Regions from separate parts of the Mus musculus genome. Here region 1 is linked to region 2. The links are chromatin contacts, called in public HiChIP or PLAC-seq maps. All regions are on one chromosome and are shown on one strand. Each heading gives the region's core, a stretch centred on a gene start, on an enhancer-like site or on the middle of the called end of the contact. The rest is flanking DNA. Distances are from core to core; before and after follow the strand shown. Region 1 holds the start of Vill (villin-like). Region 2 holds the start of Plcd1 (phospholipase C, delta 1).

Region 1 (4,973 bases), core at 247-2,746, 41 kb before region 2:
AACAACAAAAATGTAATCCAAGTCCCTCTGGCGGCTGTGAGAAGGAAGATGCAGGACCAGGGAGGCCAAGACAGAGGGTGACTCATGCCACCAACTGGCTGAAGCTGGCTCCCAGAGCAGGGCAGTATGCAGGAAGCAATGTGACTACCCAGTCCAGGGAGAAGACCATGTTTAGGTGGGGGGTCGGGGGATGAGAGAGGGGAAGAGGCTGGGAAACCAGGGGTCTTTCACCCTTGGGCCTGGAACTTGCAAGTAAAGTGGACAATGGAGAGGGACTGAGGTCTGGGCTGTGTACACGCTGACCCTTAGAGACCCCAGAAGAGACAGATGGAGAGAGAAGAAGGGGAAGGTGTTACCGGAACCAGCCAACACTGGCCACACAGAAGTGAGAGTCCAGCAGATTGGGAAAGGGGAAAGGGGATGGTGACACGGGACATGGGGACAGGGGACAGGTGACTGAGAGCACAGAGGAAGCCCAACACTCTCTACTGTGAGCCAGACACAGGACTAGCCAAGTTCCTCGTGACACAGGCTTCCTTTACACACAGCTAACCCACAACCGTGTCTCTTGCATATGTCCATCTGTCTATCCCAACCCTCAGGAGGCTGAGGCAGGAGGACTGTGAGTTTCAGGACAGCTTGGGCTATACAGTATGACACTGTCTGACCAAAACAAAGCAAAATAAAACACATACACACACTGACCACTGGGCACAGGCTGGCCCAGAGTTTCTGGAGTGTCTAGTCCTGAGCCATGAGACTTTGTAAGTGAAGAATCCGCTGCAGAGAGAGGTCTTGCATACTGTCTGCAGGCAGGATCTAGTGGGGTTGAAGGGAAGGCATGTGCTGGCTGACGCTGGCTGTGACTGAGATCTGTGCTGTGACAGGCAGGAGGTAAAGGAAAGTTGTGTCCCAGGCATTTCTGGAAGGTTCTATTTCCAGCGTCCTCCTATCCCACAATCAGGAGTAACAGAGGGGCAGCCAGGGTGTGGAAGGGATCTCCTTGCTGTAGACTCCACCGGCCTCTCCCACGATGGATATCAGGCTCCCTGGGGACCTCTGTGCTGGGCAGCCAGCCCGAGATGGGAGGTCGGGGTCAGAAATTCTGGGAGGCAGCCCCGGGCGTTTCCTCCACCTCCTAAAATGACCTTCATATCACTTGACTCACTATGGTGGTCTGAACCTCTAGATCCAAAAGGAGCCCAACCCGCGGGGGTAGGGGGGCGGTTGCCCACTTGAGCTCCCCAATGAGAAATCGGTGTATTCCACAGTCCACCTCAGCCTTGATCAGGCCTCCACCCCTAGCCTTCTCTGCCCACTGGTACCGAAGAAGTAATCTACCAGGCCACGGGAAGGGGGCTGGCTCCCAGACGGCTTGGTCAATATTTATTGACTGACTAACTCTGAATGCCCTCCCTGTCCATGCTGCACAGAGCACGGGGTGTGTCCTGCAAGGCGGGAGCTGGGATTGAGTTACAGTTCGGAGGGAGGGGCCTAGTGTTGCCCACAGGCTGAGTGAAGGAAGGTGCAGAGGCAGTTCCCAGAAGGTAGGCCTGGACTGGGGTGGGGGTGGGGGACCCGGTAGAGGGGTTGCTGGGAACGCAGAGGGAAGGCATGGCGTTCTAGGGCTCGGGGATCATACAGCGGCTGAAGGCTGGTAGGATTGAGGGCAGCCCCACGGTGAGAACGCTTGGCTATCTGCGCGTGGGTGGAGGAGGACCACTGTGGCAAGCCAGCGTGAGAGGAAGAAGCGGCGGGTTTTGCGTGGGTGGGCTCTCTGTCACCCCCCAGAGTCAGTTCGCCTGACTCACGACCCTCCAGCAGGCTATGCCCTCCCTTCCTGGAAGTTAAGCAAAGGAATCTCGAGGTCTACCCTCAAGTACACCTTGTTCAGGAGGAGGGGTCGGCTGGAAGGGAGAAGGGTCACCTGAAGGAAGGCGACAAACGACAAGACAAGCGGCCTGGCCGCCAAGGAGACTGGGACCCCCTCCCCCCCACACACACACACACAGTGGGTTAGAGCCCCTGCGGAGAGGGGCAGAGAGAAAGCCAGTGTCGGAGAGAAAGGAACTTCACCCTGGGAAATGAGAGGGCTTCTAGGAGGGCAGGGGGTGGGGGAGATGGGGTCCCCATGGGGGATGTACTGGTAAAAGGGGACACACATGGGCTGGGGCTCTCGTGAGCCACGGGTGACTCCGTGGGAAGAGAAGAAACCTCTAGCGGGAGGGGAGGGAACACAAAGTGTAAGAGGAGTAAAGACACCCCGTGCTTTAAAGTTCTCTTGCCTCCTCTAGCAAGAGGGATGGGGGCTCAGCTCCAGTCTGACTCTCCAGGCTGTGGGTTTTGGGGCTCCTTCCCAGCCACCCCTGGGCCACTGCTGCCCCTCTCTGAGAAGCCAGGTTAGACACTGCTTCCAGCTGCCAATATGCCCTCCTCTTCTCTGTGGCCCCGAAGTTGGACGGTGTCCTTCCCACTCCACTGTGGCCCTTAGAGCTACCTGGCCACTACCTTCTGGCTCTGTGCCTCGGGTCTCTGTCTGTCTGGGTCCCTAATCATTTTCCTGTAGCTGGTTTGATGTATAGACTCTGTCCTTGCTGAAGGGTCCTGTTGCAAGTCACTATACCCACCATGGTGTGCCATGTTCTCCGTTGCTGGAAAGGACCATTGTGTGACCACTGTGCCCATCCATCATATATGTCATTGTCACACAATGACCTCAACTAGAGGTGCTGCTGGCACGCCTGGTGACTCCCTTGGTCAATCAACAACTATCTATGGACTCCTTCTGTTCCATGTCGGGAGAGCCATGCTAACAGCACACAGGCTCTCCCATGACATGCCCAGCCCACAGCCTCCTCTGCTGTGACTCAGTGTGGACAGTCCCCCGGCCACACCCTCTTTCCAGGCCACCTTGTCCTGAGCCTAGCCCTCAGGGGCCCTAAACAAAGGAGTAAAGAATTCAGGCACCTGTGGCTCTGTAACTCTTACCTCGCCAAGTCCTCTCACGGTCACATGGGGCAGCGGGTCTGAGGGTGTTCTTGCTATGGTAGAGCAGAGCTGGATGTTCAAATTAAGAGAAAGGAAGTCAGTCACTGCTGCACCAGGGCCACCCACTCAGGAGACTCAGAACCCAGTGACTGTGTCTGCTTAGCGAGCTGCCAGGACTTCAGTTAGATGTGGGAAGTTGCATTGAGGAAAAACAAAATACTTCAACTACACACCCATCCAACTCGTGGCTGCTTGCGGTTTCCAAAGGGCTGGACAGTGAAGAGATAACAGATAGTGATAACAGAATGAACCCCGTCCCATCCCCGTGGCTCCCTGCACCCCATCCCTACAGTCCCCCTGCACCCTGACCCCACAGCCCCCTGTACCCCACCCCTACAACCCCCCTGCACCCTGACCCCACACCCCCTGCACCCCATCCCCACACTCAGATTTTCAGAGCAAGGAATTTGCAGAGCCTGTGTATAGAGTTCAGCCATCTTTCAAGGCTGGATCAGGAAGGCCTATGATTCATTGACCCAACCTTCTCAGGTCACCTGAGTCTGTCGCCTGCTGCAGAATCCGTCACAGTCCTATGCAGTCTCTGTCCTGAGTTGACAGAGCTTTTGTCTTGTTTGTAGCACCCGTGGAGCAGGTTCCAGTTTTCAATCTAGATCTCTCAACAGTGCCCCTGCCCCCACTGCCCACTGTATGAGATTTGCTTTTATTCCAGGTGCTGACGCGCTAGCACAGCCTGTCCTGGCTGCAGAGCAGACAGCACCCCTGTCTAGGCGTCTGCAAAGCTTTGTCTGCTTATGGTGCCTGTCCCTGTCTAGGGACAATGGTCCCCTCCATGCTAATGTCATCAGAACTTTGTGGGTCAGATCCTAGATCCTAATCGCTGACAGGCCTGCAGGCTGCACTTAGTCAACCATGCTCACTACATAGACACCTAAGCTCACCACACTAACTATAGACACTCAAACTCAACAGACTAACTATAGACATTCAAGCTCAACAGACTAACTATAGACAACCATGCTCACTACACTAACCATAGACAACCATGCTCACTACACTAACCATAGACACCTAAGCTCACCACACTAACCATAGACACCCAAGCTCACCACACTAACTATAGACATTCAAACTCAACAGACTAACTATAGACATTCAAGCTCAACAGACTAACCATAGACAACCATGCTCACTACACTAACCATAGACACCTAAGCTCACCACACTAACCACGGACACCCACGCTCACCACACTAACTAACCAAGCACACAATAATGAAAAGCATAAAAAGGAAATGTGACTGATGTGGCCACACTGAGAAAAGAAACAAATAGTGCAGTGAGCCCCACCCTGAGTCCTGCTGCGAGGTTGAGAGTTAAAAGGAGGACTCAGGTTTGCATAACTGAGCAGCCCTGCTCAAAGCGTGGTCCTGCCCATCACTGACCCAGGCGGTCCTGCAAGGTGGCCTCACCTTGTCAGACCTGTGTGAAAGCTCTCTTTGGGAGACAGACTCTTCCTCCAGCCATTTCCAGGGCTTCAGCCTTCCCTTCCCTCCAGAATGAAATTCCTGAGGACGCGCCAACTGGGAGGGGATAGCCATCATAGGGTGGGACACAAAGCGCCTCTCTGGAATACCTCCCCTCATTGCAGGATGGTTATGACCGGATCGCAGAACCTCCCCCGCTTTGCACAGCCTATGTGAATTTACCTGGGTACCTGGGTAGCCAGTCTTTCAGTTTGTCCCAATGGAGAGTTTCTCATTGGAAGGAGGTTGTGTTTATCTGGGAACATCCACGTGTCTCTGTAGACCTCATCCCTGTTTGCAGTCTCTACTTGTCTGTATGCTCCTGTTTGCTTGTGGACCTGTGTACAGGGCCCATCCCTACTGACAAAGCCTTGACTGACTCCAAACTGACCTATATGGCCAGCCCTTATTTGCAGGACCTGGGGTTCCTCACAGAACCTA
Region 2 (5,660 bases), core at 2,261-4,760:
CAGGCTGACCTTGAACTCAGAGAACCCCCTGCCTCTGCCTCCCAAGTGCTGGGATTAAAGGCGTGTGCCACCACTACCCAGCTATATAGAGGTTCTTAGCCAAAACAAAGACTGCCTGGGCCCTGATGGGATCGAACCCCAATATGCTGTATTTTCTTTGAATTCTTAAGCACTTTATGTGATGATTTAAGATCACGACCCTAAGTTTGTTAGGGTGGCTCACATCTGTAATTGTAGTACTCAGGATTGTGAGGCAGGGGGATTGCGATGAGTTTGAGGTCAGCTTGTGCCACATAGTGAACAGGCCAGTCTGGGGTATAACGTGAGATCCTGTTTCAAAAACAAAACAAATAAAACCCTCCAAACAACAACAAACTGGAAACGACCCACAACAACAGAATGCAGTTCTGAGAAGGTCCCTACTCCTCGAGTGGCCTGAGACACAAAAGAGTTAACAACTTGGATCAATGTGTGTGTATCATGGGCCCAGAACCCCCAAAGCAGATAGCTTTGAAGCATAACTCCCATCAGTGGGGGGCAGGCCACCCCTACTTTCTGTGCTCACTTTTCTTGGGGTCCTTGGCTTCCGAAGTGACTTAGAACTCCCAAGCCCATTGATTTTGTTTGTCTGAGAGAGGATCTTGTGTGTCCTAGGCTGACCTCCAACACCCTGTGCCGCTGAGGGCTGCTACTTCTTGAACTAATGGTTGCCAACTTCCAAATGCTAAAATTGTAATCTTGTGCCACTGTGCCAGGCTTATAAGGTGCTGCGGACTAAACCCAGGAATGTGTGCCCGCCGAGCTACTTTGCTGAAGTTAAGTCCCCAGCCCCCACTAGTATTTTATCCTGGCAACATCCTCTGTGGAAAAATATATTGCAATCCCATGGATGAGAAAAGGGCTCAGAAAGGCCACAGCTACACAGCAAATGGCAAAGCTAGAGTTGGAGCCTGTGGCTCTAGGGGCTCCCTGTCCCTTTTACAGACTGCCGGCTCGGGCAATAGGGCAGGTGGGCCAGGTGCAGGGCAAGTCAGTGTGGTGACTGTCTTTAGTGAAGGAAAAGGTCCTGGGAAGTAATGTCTTTTCAGGGCCCTGCTGGGGATGCCAGTCCAGGCTTAGTTAAAATAGAGAGGGGTGGTGTAGGAGGGGAAGATGGCAACTATAGTATCAATTAGCAGGCTTCAGTGGTAGAAAGAGCCCCTTGGTCCGTGCATACAAATCCAGCTACATTTGCCCTTGATTCTGTCCCATCATCTAACCACTCTGCCAGACAATTCCCAGCTTGTGGGCACACGAGCGTGTGTGTGTGTGTGTGTGTGTGTGTGTGTGTGAGAGAGAGAGAGAGAGAGAGAGAGAGAGAGAGAGAGAGAGAGAGACTTCTGCAAGGAATTCAGGGGAGAGTGAGAACTCTACTGTTTGTCTGCACAATATGTGTCTTTATCCAACATCGCCTCTGTATGAGTAAGGACAGAGCCACGTGTCATCTCTTGGTGAGTCCACAGGTCTCCAGCTAATGGAGGGGACTGAGGGCACCTCTCCAGCAGACCCCCAACTGCCCAAGTCAGAAAGTGACCAGTGCTGTGGGACCTGCACTGTGGAGAGGAGTGCAGACTCCCCATCAGCTAACAAGTACAAGCCACAGTGACCACGCCCTCCCACAGAGACCCTCCTTGACCCCTCTCCCCTCCCCATCGGGTTGGCAGTGTAGGCAGGAGCTGCTTCTGGAGGTCACGGTGGATGCCACGCTTGAAGCGCTGGGCCCACAGGTCCGTCAGCTTGGCCACAGTGTACATTCCAGTCCTGCAGGAAAGGCTGGACTGAGTCACAACTCCAGGAGGCTGGGCTCAAACAGGATGGGCCAGGCTGGCCAAGCCTGTGCTGTATTAGACTGAGGCTCTGTGTCTTCCTGGGTACGGGAGATACCAGGGCTGACCCAAGAAAGAAATGGGACCAGGGTACAGACACTGAGGCCTGCTCCATGACCCAGGTTCCATGACACTATGGCGGTCAGAGGCAGCCAGAGGGAGGCGGCCAGGGGAGAGCCCGCCCCTCTCCACTGTGACCCTCAGAGCGGCCACCCTCTGTTCCCACCAGTCAGGAGCTGTAGGGGCATCTCTGACCTCTGGAGAGAATGAGGGAACAGTGGGAGGGGCAGGAACACAGCCCAACAAGGTGGCTTTTAGAAACCCAAGCTTACTGGGCCCCCACAACAATAAAGTCCAGGTCAACTGATGCAAAACAGGTTGGGGGCTGCCTGCAGGGCACACATCCAAGGGGGAGTGGAGCGGAGGACAGGTGAACACAAAAATCTACAGCCCAGGAGGCAAGGCGTCTTAGTGGGTAAAGGCAATTGCTGCCAAGCCCAGTGACCTGAGTTTGATCCTAGAACGCACAAGATAGAAGGAGATAACTGATTCCTGCAAGTTGTCCTCTGATCTCCATACACCCATACCCCCTCCAGCACAAGTACACGTTGTTTAATTAAAAAACAAAAACCAAGAACCTACAATCTCAGGGATACTCGAGTTAAGTGAAAAATACTGTGAAACCGTGGATCGATGTGAGAGGAGCAGGTATTGCTGAGCTAATAGATGACCTGGGGAGACACGAAGGAAAGACTCCCCACAGCCCCTCCCACAGAGTGTGCGTAAATACCACTTAGTTCCTTGCTCTTCCCTGGACGCTTCTAAGACAGGCAGCCAGGAGCCTGCGCTTTCCCTCTCTGCTAGAGGGACAGGCATGGGGAGAAGAGCTAGCCCAGATGGGAAGAAACAAAGCCGGCTGGACAAAGGACCAAGCTGCCAGGCGGTTCTAACTGAGATCTGGCCCAGTCCGACCAGGAGGGTCAGCAAAAAGACAGCGCTGCTCCTCCCAGCCCTGGCATCGCTTTTCTCTGTTCTGGGGAGCGAAGGCTGCCAGAACGACTTCAGCCAAACTTGCACACCTCCTCCTCGCCCCACCCATTTACACCCTCATCCGCCACACCCGCGCGGCCTGACTCGCTTCAGGCGCACCCGTGTTTTGGGGAGCCTCTGAATCGAGAGTTTGGCTAAGGATGCTGTCCCTTTCCTTCCCTGACCCCTTTGGTGCCATCTGGACCCAGGAGCCCAGCCTTTTATGAACAGGCTAAGGGGAAATCCCCGAGAGATGTCAGCATTGCTCCCCGATCTCTTGGGCCAGATTTGGGGGAAAGTCTGGAAACGCCCAAGGTTGTGTCCAGCGCGGGCCGAGGTTTTTCTGGGATCCCACAAGGGGACAAGGAGTTGGCTCTCTGGTGGTTTAAATGCGGCCGAAGGAGCTGTTATCCCTGCCGCCCGGGTGTATTTCGGCTTTCCCGAGGGTCTCCCCTACGTTCGGGACACTCACCGTGCAAGGTCAGGAAGTCCCGACCGGAGTCCATGCCGGTCGGGGCGCGCGGAGGAGGGGACGCGGCGTGATTCACTTGAGCAAAATCACCAAGCGGCCTGGGGTCCTTGCGCAGTCCGGTGCAGGGACCCAACTGAACTGAGATGGGAGGCGGCCGGGGGTGGGTCCAGAACACCGTACCGCCCCCCGGACCCGCCAACCGGCGCTTCTCCCCGCCCCCTCCAGGGGACCTGGAAAGGACGCGGTGCTGGGGGCCGGGAAGACTAGCCAACCCTGGCCGGGGCTCGGGCCAGCTGGGTGCGCCAGGGCCAGAAATAGTCAGATCCCTCCTGCTTCCTCCACCGCCACCACCCACAGGCCCTGTCATTACGGCGAGCTGCCGGCCCCACGCCCTGCCTGTGGGCGCCTGGCCTCGCCGGGGTTGTGGGTGATGTGGGAAAGAATCAGAATCGGGTCTTAGCGGGGACAGGAATCACTGCTAAAGCGGCTGATTAGCCAGGCAGTCTGGTCTGTCTTCTAAGAAATGCGTGCATGCACGGGCCCACATTGCCACGTTTGGGGAGAGTAATATCTAGATTTTTTTTTCAAGAGAGGGGCCCCTCTCTTTAGCTCTGAGAGACGTCTCATTTCCGGGGGTGTTGAAGGTGCTTTCCTTAAGGTAGGGGTAACAGCAAGCAGGTATAGGCCCCTCACTCCCTAATGAGGGGAGAAGACGGAGGCCTGCCGTGAGGCTGCCTGGGCAAGGGTCCCGATACTGGAGGCAGTTGGCCTGGAAGAGTCTAGCCGGGCTCTCCTCAGCTCTTTCTCTCCTAGCATTAGCAGGCCTCCGTGGCCTGTGAAGCATGGGCTGTCTCCCGATTCTGAGTGTTAAGGCTGGGTTTTAGAGAATCACTTGCCGTTCATGTACACCCCACCCCACCCGCACCCCCACAGTGTGGGGCTGGCACTCAGGCCTCCCACTCCCCACCCCCACCCCCGTCTTGATGCCCTAGGAAGGCCCCCCCCAGGTTTCCTTTCCACAAGCTGGGCGCTGTACTGCATGAAGAATGAGTAAGGCTCCATTGCAGACAGAGCCTGGGAAGGGGCAAATTGAGAAATTCCTTCCCTGACTTCCGTCTCTTTCTCCAAAGCCCTACTCTCCAGGTCTTCCCTGAGCCTTGGAACCTCCCCCCTCGGTCCTGTCCTGGAGCCTGGCAGGTATTCGCATCCATGAGTCAGGCCTCCTCTCCTACACCTGAGACCAAGAACTCCTGACACCAGCAGTTGGCACGGCTTCATCTCCAGAGTCATTTCTTCTTGTCATCTCCGTCTCCGAGTCCTGGGCTCCAAGCCAGGGCATTACCCACCACTAGGGCCTCTCCCTCTACCACAAAAGACCATGGCCGGGTTTATAGAACGCTCTGCTCCTGAGTACTCCAAGCTCACAGACACATATGTAGCTTCTGTTGCACGCATTGCAGCTCACTCATGTCCCCTCCCTGGCCTGGGGTTGCCAGGCAGACTTGGGGAGGCATGCTGACTCAAAGCTGTCCCAAGCAGCCAGGTTCTGCAGAAACAAAGAACGTCATGCTCAAGTGCTGACCTGCACCATGACACTCTTCCCATCCTCTTTCTTCTCCCTCTCTCACGGGGTGGGAGGCCCTCTGCTCTGTGCAGCTAGGTTTAAGTAGTGTGCCTAGGATGGTTGTGGAATCTGGTGGGGGAAGCCTTCCAGGGGCAGCGGTGTGGGCCTAGTCCTGCCCGGGTGCCACATATACTCTACTCAGAACCTTTGCAAACTCTCCTGAGACCCTGACTGCTCAAAGGGCCTCGGTGGTAGGCTTTCTTTGGAGCCTGAGACCTGAGACCTGTCCTCTATGGGCAGAGTTCCAGGTATTGTCCCACCCCCAACCCCTGGCTGCCCCAGTCTCAAGTGTCTGTGCAAAGGTGGGTGTGTGGGAAGGGGCTGGTGACTGTGGGCAGGTGAGAGAGGTCTAGTATTCCAGCCAGTACTAGTTCTGTTAGAGTCAGTTCCCTTGGCCCCCACGCTATCCCTCACTCCGAGGACAGCGTGGACATGTGTGCGCGCTATCAGCACAAGAATGCTAAATTTCAGGATGGTCAGGCTCCAGGGCTTGTCTTGCTCAGCCCCTCCCCCATGAAACTCAAACCAAGACCAGCCCAGGTGGGTGAGGCCAGTGAAGTTTATTCAGTGCTCTCCCTGTCTTTTAGAACCCAAGTGCCGGAGCATCAGGGTGAAGGGGTTGTGTTAAGTCTTGCCTCTACAATTTCCTGGTGTGAGAATCTGAGCAAGT

Evidence for each region. HiChIP or PLAC-seq counts read pairs in DNA pulled down with a chosen protein or histone mark.
Region 1: a contact with region 2 is called in an H3K27ac HiChIP or PLAC-seq map of extraembryonic endoderm stem cells. The contact joins the promoter of Vill here to the promoter of Plcd1 in region 2. A contact is called at or near these places in 4 of 39 promoter capture datasets (embryonic stem cells, hippocampal neurons, pre-B cells and 1 more), 5 of 484 Hi-C or Micro-C datasets (Sertoli cells, differentiating embryonic stem cells, embryonic stem cells and 2 more), 5 of 115 datasets of contacts at active chromatin or transcription factors (embryonic stem cells, extraembryonic endoderm stem cells, pancreatic cancer cells and 1 more) and 2 of 9 other capture datasets (adipose tissue and pancreatic islet).

Annotation. Positions count from the first base shown.
Region 1 is chr9:119,051,282-119,056,254 of GRCm38.p6, forward strand. Vill (villin-like) reads left to right here and starts at 1,497. Exons shown (of 20, transcript NM_001164567.1): 1 at 1,497-1,547.
Region 2 is chr9:119,089,992-119,095,651 of GRCm38.p6, forward strand. Plcd1 (phospholipase C, delta 1) reads right to left here and starts at 3,511. Exons shown (of 15, transcript NM_019676.3): 1 at 3,367-3,511. The coding sequence starts at 3,400.